Linked DNA regions of Lactuca sativa: region 1 is linked to region 2. A link is a contact called in public Hi-C data. All regions are on one chromosome and are shown on one strand. The core of a region is the stretch at or near the end of the contact, and the rest is flanking DNA. Distances in the headings are between cores, read along the strand shown. Region 1 holds the start of LOC111901465 (ruBisCO large subunit-binding protein subunit alpha). Region 2 holds the start of LOC111901463 (pentatricopeptide repeat-containing protein At2g28050).

Evidence for each region. A called contact is a pair of places that touch in the nucleus more often than the background predicts.
Region 1: a contact with region 2 is called in a Hi-C map of seed, with 3 times the contacts expected there. The contact joins the promoter of LOC111901465 here to the promoter of LOC111901463 in region 2. A contact is called at or near these places in 2 of 4 Hi-C or Micro-C datasets (leaf and seed).

The regions. Positions count from the first base shown.
Region 1 is chr2:192,117,102-192,120,327 of Lsat_Salinas_v11, forward strand. LOC111901465 (ruBisCO large subunit-binding protein subunit alpha) reads right to left here and starts at 1,405. Exons shown (of 6, transcript XM_023897318.3): 1 at 752-1,405; 2 at 465-660; 3 at 157-281; 4 at 1-83. The coding sequence starts at 805.
Region 2 is chr2:191,949,170-191,952,926 of Lsat_Salinas_v11, forward strand. It overlaps LOC111901463 (pentatricopeptide repeat-containing protein At2g28050), which reads left to right and starts at 1,881. Exons shown (of 1, transcript XM_023897315.3): 1 at 1,881-3,757. The coding sequence starts at 1,926.

The sequences.
Region 1 (3,226 bases), core at 155-2,654, 170 kb after region 2:
ATACCGAGTTGGATTATTTCACGTGCAATAACCGATGCGGTTGTTGTCCCATCACCAGCTGACTCCTTGGTTTTGCTTGCAACCTATGAAACAAAACTTCAAAGTTGTCAAAACAAATTGTAGAAAAGATAAAGCACATGTATACAATAGTCAAACCTCTCTAATAAGACTAGCGCCAGCGTTTTCATTGACATTGGGTAGCTCAATAGAACTGCCAATTGAAAAGCCATCACTAACAATCTTTGGGGCACCACCATCTTTCACAATCACAACATCCCGTCCTATACAGAATAAGAATGGCAATATTATGAAATTTTGAAAATGACGCTTGCTGTAACCAACTAGTGCTCGTTAACCAGAAATTCATAATCGAAAATTTAAATTTAAATTAAAGAGCACTTAATAAACCATTAACGACTGATTGGTTAAGACAATAATAATGATAAGTAGTGATGATATGATACCTTTAGGGCCAAGACTAAGAGCAACGGCATCGGCAAGTATATTGAGACCGGCCTGTATACCCGCTCTGCCACTCTCATCATAGGCAAGACCGTAAGCCTGGGCGCGAACCGAGAACCGGCGAAAATGAGATTGCTTCATCTTCGGCGCAATCCGGAATTGACTAACACCTCCATTACCATTTCTCAGTCTCCCCTGCTGCTGTTGCTCATAACAACAGAATCCCACATAAATAACACACATAAAGATGGAACGATCAGATTTAACTCGAGTTTATACAAGAACATACCTGTTTATAGGAAGAGATTATAGAAGCTGTAGAAATTGCATTAGCAGATGCCATGAGAGAGTTGTTGAGTCGTAGATAAGAGCGAGGTGTTAGAATGGTGTTGTAGCAAAGAGTGAGGGTTGGGTTTTATGATGGAGTGAGAAGGGGCTGCAGAAGATTCGATTATCTTCCATATCCAGATCTGGTTGTTGACTTGTTGCCAGCGTTTTAATATGGAGTGATAAACGCGGTATTCGATCATCTTCCATATCCAGATCTCATATCTCATTCCAGCTCCCGAGATTGACAAATTGTGATTATATTATTGGGTTATTGGCTTGTTGCAAGGGTTTTAAGATGGAGGAGGAGCTTCAACAAGATTAAATCATCTCCATATCCAGATCTCATGGGATCTCACATTGTGTAGATTGACCATTTGGGATTATATTATTGGCTTTGTTGCATGGGAGTGAGATTCGATGATCCCCGTTCCATATCCATGTGGACCATATCCATATCTCAGATCACAACTCCCGATCTCCCATATGTGTAGAATGGCAATTTTTGATTATATTATTGGATTGTTGCCACGATTTTAAGATGGAGTGAGAAGAATCATCATATCGCGATATCTATATCCAGCTCCGGCTCCAACGCTCTCCCATCTTTGTGATTATATTACGGTTATCTTTAAAAAAAAAAAAAAAAAAAAATCTCATCGTCAAATGACTCACATCTATCACCGTCACTTTTAACACTACCATCTTACAATACTATCAAAATTCAAAACTGATGACCTAAAATAAAAATTAAATTGTTATTATTTTAGACCTAATTTAGTAATTTCCTTATTTAGTTAAGATATTATGTTAAATTTCCTTAAATTCAACCTAAAATTAGCAAATCGACCCAAATTAGCAAGGATTTTCGACATCTATGAAAATCTTGTTTTAGCATAAGCCCAACTACATAAATGTGAGTCATCTACAAAAATATGTCAAAAGTCTATTTTTCTGGAAAAGGCTAATGTCATAAAAACCTTCAAGTTTTCAGGGTTTTGTCGGTTTTGCCTAAAGTTGAATTTTATGTCCCTTTTTACGCTAACATTTTCCAAAAAATGTTCGGTTTTACCTTTTTACCGGTGATAACAGATTACCATTATATTAACTTCGCAAAAAAAAAACCTTAAGTTTTCAGTTTTTTTATGTTTTTACCCTTAAGTTTATAATTTTTAACACTTTAACCTATATATTTTTTTTTTCCATATTATACGTATTCAATCAGAGAAATCATATTTATAAACAAAAAAATTTTAATTAAATATTGAATTTACATTTTTTAATGTTAATTCATTATATATATATATATATATATATATATATATATATATATATATATATATATATATATATATATATGTGTGTGTGTGTGTGTGTGTATGAGTTTTTTTTCTTGGATAAACCATTTAAGATGTAAAAAAACAAATTAATATGTTTTTAGAACTAAAAATACATATTTTTATGTATTTAAACATATACATATCAATAAAAAAACATGTTCATTCATAAACATGTTTATATAAGTATATACATATATTTTTAGAAGTGTAAATATGTATTTTGATATATGTTTTTTTTAAGTATAAATATATTTTAGAAGTATAGATACGTAGTAATATATAAAAATATAAAAATATGTATTTATACTTCTAAAAACTATATCTATAAAATATATATTCATAATTCTAAAAGTATTATTTATCTTTTTAAATGGTATAGCCATGCAAAAACACAAATACACACAATCAAACAAATATATATATATATATATATATATATATATATATATATATACAAATACAATATTTAATTAAATATTTTTTCGTATATAAATACGATTTTTCTGCATGAATATGTATATTATGAAAAAAATATACTTAGGGTAAAAGTGTAAAAAAAATTATAAACTTAAGGGTAAAAACGCAAAAAAATGGTAAACCTAAGGGTTTTTATGCGAATTTAATATAATGGTAACCTGAAAAACCTGTTATCACCAGTAAAAGGGTAAAACCGAACATTTTTTCGAAAATATTTGGGTAAAAACGGACATAAATTTCAACTTTGGGCAAAACCGACAAAACCCTAAAAACTTGAGGGTTTTTATGACATTAACCCTTCTGGAAAAAAAAGTATTGTCATGTCAAGTGGAAAACAAAAACTAGAGTTCGTATTGCGAAAACCCGTTATTAAATGGTTACTTTACAATATATCGCATTGTTAAAAAATCATTACCTTTCTTTGTCTTTGTTAGAAAAAATTCCTATATTTCTCTATCTGATTTTGTTAGGAAAATCCATCATATTTTTTTGTTTGGTTTTGTTAAGAAAACATGAGTTCAAATATTCATGTTGTTCTAATAGAAAACAAAAAATTGACAGCAACTAACCTTGTTTTGTAAGATTTACATTTTTGCCCTTTGACCCAAAAACAAACAATG
Region 2 (3,757 bases), core at 631-3,130:
ACTAACTTATAAATATTATTAGAAATAAATTGAAAAGTCATGGGAGTTTCAAATGAATATGGTAAAAGGAAAAATACATGAGAGTTTCAAATGAATGTGGTGAAAGGAAAAATACTTCCTTTATAATATGATATATATATATATATATATATATATATATATATATATATATATATATATATATGAGGATATCCTTTCTAATAAATGAAGATGTTTTTTGCCACTTGTCAAATTCTCAAGAGTTTTGACACATGTAATTTTATGAGAGTTTTAGAATTATTATTTTCCACTTGACAACTTTTAGGAATTTCTATTTTTTAAAATAAAATTCTACAAAATTCTAACGAGTTTTATAAGTAAAAAAACCATTATATTAATTTGATAATAAAGTCCCATAAAATGCTCTAAAAAATATTTGATTTCTTTTATAAATGTTCTAAAAAATTAAATTATGTAATGTAAAAATGTTATTTTATAAAATATTTAATGTTTAAATATTGATATTAAATTTTTATTTTTAATAAACCAATATAGTATACTAGTCTCACACCTAAAATATTACATGGTTTATTTTTAATAAACCAGTATAGTATACCAGTATAGTATACTAGTCTCACACCTAAAATATTACATGTGTTCATGTATATAAAATCATTATTCTAATAAAAGAATAGTTTTATTCTCCTTTTGACATGTGTCACCTTATTAGGTCTTTTAATTAATGCATATTTTATTCTTCTTTTGCCATGAATCATCCTATTAAGTTTTCTAATTAATACATGTCACTTGTCAATCTATTAATTTTTCATTTCAAATTTCAAATTTCAAATTTTCCACTCTAATTACATTAAATTAATAACATTAGAATAAAAACTACAATAAAATTAATACAAATTATAAAGTGATGTAATTTCATATATTTATTTAATTTGATGATTATAATTTTATATAATAAAAAAAACTCTTAATTAATAATTTATTTAAAATAATTGATTAATAATTTTGAATTTTTATATTATGAAAGTTTATTTAATTTTGTAACCATGGTTCCCACAGTAGGGGTGAGCGCAGTGCGGTTCGGTGCGGTTATTAGCCAAAACCTCACCACTAACCGCAAATGCGGTTAATCCAATTTCAAAACCGCATGGTGCGGTTATTTTTGTGGAGCGGTTAGGCGGTTATTTTTGCGGTGCGGTTTTGTTTTTTCTGTGTTGCGGTTATTAACCGCATGGATTTGGTGCATTTATTTTGTGTAGTCTTTAACCACAGTTTAGAGCTCAAATTGTTTTAAGAGTTCAAACATATTACTTGTAATAAAAAAAAACCATAAGGTATAAGACAATTAACTATTTAACTTAAACCACAAACAACTAATATCTTAAAAACGTCAAATCAATTGTAAATAACAATAAATATCTTAAAATTGTCTAATTTCATCCTTTTTTCAAAATGAAACATAAGAAAAAACCAACATTTTTGTCTTCTAGTAATGTGTACGTCTTCAATTCATTAAACCTGTCTTATTTTTAATATTTAACAAACTAATAATTGATAAAAAAAATTGTATATAATATATGCGGTGCGGTGCGGTTTTTTTGTGGTTTTTGGAAACTAATAACCGCACCGCACCGCAAATTTGCGGTTTTTGAAAAACAGAAAACCTCACCGTCGGTTTTTATTGCGGTTGCGGTTTTTCGGTTGCGGTTTATGCGGTTTTTACGGTTAATTTTAGTTGCGGTGCGGTTTTTGCTCACCCCTATCCCACAGGTACCCCTATCCCACAGGTTATAAACGGGTAATAAAATATGTAAATGTTGGAGAAAGAATAAAGGTAAGTAATATTAAATTAAATACCGTGACAGGGCCAACTTAGAAATCTTCGAACTTAACAACTTAAGAAATCTTTTCAAAACTCACCAAACAAGATGTCGATCCAAAAAACCCTCCAAAACCTCAAATGTATCAAGAAGTATGGCAACCTTCCTACCAACACCCACCGGAAAGTTGCCGAGGTCGTCATCTCCTACGCATCCAAAACAACCACAAACACTGAAACCCCTGCTGCCGTTTTCTCCACCCTTACTTCCGACACAGTTAGATTGGTTCTCTCAGACAGGCGTATAAAGACTCGCGAATGCCTATCGTTCTTCAACGTCATCTCAGAAAACCGATCTTTAATCCCGTTCACGATCGAAATAGAACACTACGTGACACTAATTCACAGGGCGATAAACTCAAGAAAGTTTGAAGATGCCGAGACTCTTATAAATTCATTAGCAAATGATGGAAATCTCAGGTACCCATTTTCAGATGTAGTTTCCCTTGCCGAGAGCCAAGGTTTTGATTCTAGGATTTTGTCAACATTGTTTAATTTGATGCTAAAAGTTTATTCGGATAGTGGGAAGTTCTTTGCGGCTTTTGAGACTTTCAATTATATGAGAAACAACGGGATTACAATTGATGAGAGGACGTGTGGTATTTACTTGACTGCACTCCTGAGATGTGAACATTTAGGATTAGGTTTAGTTTTCTTTTACAAAATTGTGGAATCTGGTATGGATGTTTCGATTGTGATTGACGGATTGTGTCAAAATGGGGAGATCAGAAGGGCTAGACAATTAGTTGAGGCTGTGTGCAGGAGTGTTGAACCTAATGTGATTACTTTCAATACTTTAGTCAATGCATGCTGCGAAAGAAAGAATCTTAAAGAGTTGGATTTGGTATTACTGTTGATGGAGAAGCAAGGAGTGGAGCGTAATTTGGAAACCTACAAGCTTATAATAGATGGGTTTTTGAGCTTTGGGAATCTGGGGGGTGCTGAAAGGATGATTGCGGAGATGCATGACAAAGATTTCCACGTGGGGATCTATCTGTGGAATTCAATCATTCACAAGTACTGTAAATCAGGTAGGATGGAGAGTGCATTCCAAGTGTTCGATGAAATGCTTCATAGAGGTGCTGCTCCTAATGCACATACATTTCATATCATGGTTAGTGGGATTTGTGGGATTGAGAAAATGGAGGCTGCAAAGGAGTTAGAAAAGAAGATAGTGAGGAATGAGATTGAGTTGGACCATGATATTTTCAGTGATTTGATCAATGGGTGTTGTAAAAAGGAGAAGCTTGATGATATTATTGACCTGCTTTCAACAATGGAAAAGAAAATTGACAACCTTCCATCAACCTCCCAAGTAGCTTACCTGAAAATTGCTGAGGTCATCATCTCCTCTGCCACCCAAATATCCACCGCCACTAAAACCACCGCTGCCATTCTCTCCACCCTTACTCCCAACATTGTCAGATTGGTCCTCTCAAACCGGCGAATCAAGACTGGAAGATGCCTATCATTCTTCAACATCATCTCAGAAAATCAATCTCTAATCCCATTCAAGATCGAAACAGAACACTATTTAACACTAATTTGCAGGACGATAAAGTCATTTAAGTTTGAAGATGCAGAGACTCTTATAAATTCATTAGCCAACGAGGGGAATCTCAGGCACCCATTTTCAAATGTAGTTTCTTTTGCTGAAAGTCAATGTCTTGATCCTGGAATTTTGTCAAAAATGTTCAATTTGATGCTAAAAGTTTATACGGATAGTGGGAAATTCGTTGCAGCTTATGAGACTTTCAGTTATATGAGAAACAACGCAATTGCAATTGATGAGAGAACATGTTTTATTTACTTGATTGCCCTCCTGAGATGTGAACATTTAGTGTCAGGGTTAGTTTTCTTTTACAAAATGGTGGAATCTGG